Linked DNA regions of Hordeum vulgare: region 1 is linked to region 2. A link is a contact called in public Hi-C data. All regions are on one chromosome and are shown on one strand. The core of a region is the stretch at or near the end of the contact, and the rest is flanking DNA. Distances in the headings are between cores, read along the strand shown.

Region 1 (2,700 bases), core at 135-2,634, 200 kb after region 2:
TTGCATCTCATCAGAAGAATACAAGAGGGCATTTGGTCATAACTCATAAGTCTAAAAGTACAAATAGCTGTAGATGCCAAAAATCACGAATGTAATGTTTACCGGTAGGCACTGTACTGTTTCAGGAGCATGCATCCCTGAATTTACATGTAAGCTATTGTAAGATGAGCAACAAACAGTTCAACGCATGTGTCCAGAGATCGTATGCAAAATACTAGCAGGGTCCAAAAGAAACTAATAGCCGATAGCTTGTGACAGACAGGAACTACCAACAAATATCAATAAACAGTACTGAAAGTTCCACACCAACATTGGTTTATCAACATTTGACAATCTAATAGAAATGAGACTACAAATACTTCAGGCCATGCAGGAAAATAAGAAATAGCAAACATTTCCCTAGCAACAAAATCCTAACAAATTTTCACCGTACAGGGGATTTCTGAACGAAACTGCAACTAAGTAATACACATTGCAAAGACCGAATCACAAAAACTCCATCTGATCCCAATTTCTTCTAGAAAGCCACTTCAATGCTCTTTACTCAAAATTCACAACATCCACATTTAAGTAAACACCCAAGTAGCTGGGAATTCCACAAGCATCCACCAAACATCAGAAAATTGTAACAGCTAGCAGTGCTTTCCCTAGCAACCAACCCCTCTGTAATCTTCGCTGGGTAAGCAATTGCACAACCACAATGCTGTCCAAATACAAAATCATCATGCCATTCCATTCCGAAGGCGATTTCAGTTATTATCTTCTAAAAATCGACAGCATCAGCGCCCAATTCAGAGGGCATCCATGAAACAAGAGCAACCAACCAACGCTACACTAATCGGCCGAAGCCAATGTCGCAATCTAGGGCGATCGGTCAGAGAGGGTCGGGGCCACGAACCTCTTGACGACGAAGAGGGACCCCTCCACGCCCTTGTGGCTCTGCACAAACACACGCGGACACAGAGATCGAGTCAAGAACCGTCGAGAATGGGGGACGGTTCGGCGGAGGGGGGGGCGGGAGGGGGAGGGTTCAGTACCCATCGGGCCGTGTCCTGGTCGAAGCTGTAGGCGGTGACGCTGGCGGCGGTGATGAGGATGTCGGCGACGGCGGGGTCGAGGCGGCGCAGCACGGTGAGGTTGAGCAGCCGCGTGCCCTCCCGGTCCGCCCCCAGGTTCGGCGTCACCTTGCTCCGCCTCCCGCCGCCGCCGCCGCCGCGCCGCTTCATGGCCCTCGCAGGAAACCCTAGCTGGCGGCCGGAGCGGCTTCGGTCCTGGGGGTTTGGACGGCCGGGCGATCGCTGACGATGGCGGTGGGGGCGAGAGAGCGCTCTCGCCTTTGCCGCGCACGCCGTGGCACCGCCGCCGTGTGCGTCACAGCTGCCTGCGCCAGGCCGGGCCACTTGTCAGCCACCGGGTGGAGCGGCTCCGGGGGGCTCATCCGCTCGGCTAACCTCGCCTGCGTCCCAGCCCAGTGACGAGTTTCTAATGGGCCTGTACCAGACATTCACAGTTGAAGGGCCTGTTTCTTTTTTCAAGCACCATTATAAAAACCGCGAGCGCTACATTTCGCCCATACATATTCCTATCAAATATACCGACCAGCACACTTATTTTGGGACAGAGGGAGTACATTATTAACATATTAAAAAATATATGTTTCATGTCTATATTTTTTCATACATATTGTACATTTTTCGTATACATCAACAGCATTTTGTTTATACGTTAGCATTTCTAAATGCATGATTTCATGCTTTCTTTCAGAAAATGTTTTAGAAAACGAATGCGTGCTAAAACATTCGAAAACATGTTGAAAAAACATTATAATATATGAAAGATTTTTTAGAACTATGCAAACATTTTTTACATTGGGTAAACATTTTTTCCAAATATTTCACAATCATTTTGTTTGAAATGCATGAACATTTTTTACTGAATGAAACGTATATTTTCTAAAACGGTAAATATAATTAATTACATGAACATTTTATCTATGTTGTAAGAGTTTTTTAAAAATGCTATGTACATATTTTTTTAAAGAATGAACAATTGAAGGTAGAAAAAATTCTAAAAGTGAAGCGAAGATTTTTTGTATATTGCATTTACATTTTATTTACACTGCATTTACTATTGTTTTCATAACATATGTATTTTGAGTTTCTTTAATATAAACAAAAGAAGAAGAAAAACATGGGTGACATTAGGATGACTATAATGTGATGGGTCCATGTCGTAAATAAGGCCGACCTACTACCAGTTAGCTGCAGGTGATGGAACATAAATCGACAAATCTTGAGGTAAGTATCTAACCTATGTGTCGATAAGCGATTGTAACAACGACACGAATTTTACCTAAGTTTGAGCTTTTCAAGAAGATAATACTCTACGTTCTACTTGTGTTTATTGTGGTGTACTAGTAAGTATATAGTACATGTATTTGTAAAGAGATTTCTTATGTTTTTTTAATTAAGGGCTTTGAAAGGGACTCCCACTGACATTTAGATTATATCAAAACAAAGAACAGTTACATGTTTACGTTAGAGGGGAGGGAGTGAGAGTACAAAATTGAGAAAACCCCTAAACAACAAGAGGAATAATACAATAAAATAAAAAGAAGAATAATTAGTGGGCAGGGCCGGGCTGGAAAAATCCGGGGCCTTGTGCAAAACTAAAAATTGGAGTCATATCTCAAAAAAAACT
Region 2 (2,700 bases), core at 176-2,675:
GTGACTGCGTTATCCTATCCACTCTTTATTGCACTGAATGTGTTGTTTAATTTTGCCACGCGTTTTCTGATCTGGTACTGTAATTTATCATCAAGTGTCCATCTTTAGAGCGACGCAACCATTAACTGTGATAACGCGTTTTTTGTGGTCGTCTCTGTCCGTCTCAGAATGCTGTCCTCTCCTCTCTGTCATTCCCTAATCATGGCCTCAACAACCCTGCGTCCGGCCAACATGTGACATGTCCCAACCAACCTGTCACTAGTCAACTCCCAAAGTCATGGCAACTCCCCCTAGCAACATCAACCGAATTGCAGTGCACATTCCATCCATCCAATCCAATGCAACCGTCGCAATCCATCCAACCCAAATCAGCACAGAGCAAGCAGCCAGTTTGATGATCAACAGCAACCTCTGAATCTAATAATCAACCAACAACAAATGAGAATCTTGTGAAAGAAGAGCAGAATCCATGCTTGTTCTACATTTTTTTTACAGCAGGAAGGGAAATCCAAGGAAATTAGCCGGTGGCAATGGCGGGCGCAGGGGCTAGCAGCCGGACATCTTGGCCCGGAGGATGGTGCACTTGGTCTTCTGGAAGGAGGTGGCGGCGACGTCCGGGTCGACGAGCTGCAGGCTCAGCGTGCAGATGACGACCAGCGGGCACTTGGCCTTGCGCCCCTTGTACTGCATCACCGTGTCCAGCCGCACCTCCACCTCGAACCTGCCGGCCTCCTTCTGCCTGGCGAACTCCGCCGCGCCGCCCGCCGGCAGCTTCGGGAGGGCCTTGTCGACGCCGCCCACCTTCAGGCGCACCGTCGTCTCCTTCCGGGCGGCGAGGTTGAAGGCCGCCACCGTGCCGGACTCGTCGAACAGGGTGCCGTTGAAGGAGAAGGCCGCCGCCACCGGCCCGAAGCTGATGGCGTAGTGCAGGTTGGGGTTGCGCATCGACACGGCCGCCGTGGCCTTGTACGACAGGACCTGGAGCGGGGACTTGGCGGTCGCCGCCGTGGTGGAGTTGGAGGAGTTGGGGGACGGGGCGAGCTCGAAGCTCGTGAGGAGGGCGTCCTCCGCCATGGCCGTCGGCGGCTTGATGACGGCGAAGGCGAGGATGAGGACGATGAGGACGGCCCCGACCACGAGCAGGATCGCCGCCCAGATGGCGATCTTGGTCCAGTTCCACTCTTCGTAGTCCCAGCAGCTGCCCATGGCTCGCCTGGCTGCTTGGTGGTGGATCTCTCCGGGTGATGGGGACTGCGAGAGAAGCGTGGAGCTGGAGCTGGAGCGCGCACGGCGACGAGAGACTTATAGCGAGCGGGTCTTGTGGCCAATGGGCATCCAGACCAGACGAGAGCAGAGCAAGACGAAGACCAAGACCAAGACCAAGACCAGCGGGGTCGTATAAACAAAGGGTGAAACTAGAAGGTGACCGTTGGTCATCTGAGCTGTGGCAACCACATGGTAGCTACTTCGGCCAGTTCTTTCTTAAAAACACACCAAAAGTGCATTTTATATCTGATATTTTAATCAAAAAAATGAATAACAATAATAACCCAGACAGTGGAAATACAGCTGGACACAGATCAATCAGTGTAAAAAATAAAACTACATTTCAAAATATACTAACCTTCTTCTTCCTTTTGTGATTAAAAATCACACTGAACCAACAACAAAGAAAATCGACTTTAAAAATCCGTAATAACAACTCATCCCTTGCCGAGACCTATAAGTCGGTAAAGAAGCATCGCTTGTCGTTGGAGCATCACTCCATGCAAAACAGGTTGGCGAGCCATCACCACCGAACACTAGGATTGAAAAAACCAGACCATGCTGTCGAACAACACATAATAAGTTGTCGAAATCATCTCAAAGCCAAGTAGATCTGGAAACACAAACTCTCACATGCATTCGTCGGCGCTCAAACAGCCGTCATTAGGTTAGGGAGAAATCGAAGAGACCTTTTAACAACACGTCATCCTCGCCACTGTCTCATCAATGTCGTTGTGAAAACAAAAACTGTGAAGGAAAAATAATAATGAATGGATGGGTCCCCACTCATCTTGTCGTTGCCGAGTCTGTCGTGCGGGGAAGAGGAGGGGGGGGGCTTCACGGCAAAGCTAGGGGTTCAAAGAGGCTTATACGGCCAGCCCACCAAATATTTGTTAGAGAATCCTCGTTTTACTTTGGTCAGTTAGTAGTGTTGGAGGTTGGGGCACTCGTATTTTATGTTCTCTTGTTTTTCACCATATACTATTTGCAAAGTGATTGGAATGGTTCGGACGTCTGTCGGTTACGCGCAACACTGAACTCTACAATGAGCCATAGATGTGACGTCACAGTTGGTTACAGGAAAGGCCCCTGGAGAAGAAGGGGAGGGGGGGGGGGGTTGACGGATAGTTGGGCGCTGGTGGACCAGCGGAGGAAGGTGTCTCCGACAGGGCAGGTGATAGTAAGGTCGGTTGCGGGTTGCTTATGACTCTAAAATGCATCATGCTTTATCAAAGTTTTGCCTTGCTTACATTTGTGTTTTTTTATTCTTAATTCGTAACATATTTATGAAAATTGGAGAAATCTTGGTTGTTTGTCAAGATTGCACATATTTTAGTTTTTTAATTAAAAACATTTTTTTAATATTGTAAAGAATAAGATGAGATTAACAACTTTAGTTTCAAAGACGGAGTCAAACGAACCTTCCTCGAGAGC

What was found. A called contact is a pair of places that touch in the nucleus more often than the background predicts.
Region 1: a Hi-C map of seedling shows a contact between it and region 2, with 4 times the contacts expected there. The contact joins the promoter of LOC123394949 here to the promoter of LOC123399399 in region 2. A contact is called at or near these places in 3 of 6 Hi-C or Micro-C datasets (leaf and seedling).

The regions. Positions count from the first base shown.
Region 1 is chr5H:572,159,832-572,162,531 of MorexV3_pseudomolecules_assembly, forward strand. It overlaps LOC123394949 (mRNA-decapping enzyme-like protein), which reads right to left and starts at 1,385. Exons shown (of 8, transcript XM_045089854.1): 1 at 1,038-1,385; 2 at 899-939. The coding sequence starts at 1,226.
Region 2 is chr5H:571,962,485-571,965,184 of MorexV3_pseudomolecules_assembly, forward strand. It overlaps LOC123399399, which reads right to left and starts at 1,426. Exons shown (of 1, transcript XM_045093815.1): 1 at 391-1,426. The coding sequence starts at 1,206. The coding sequence ends at 547.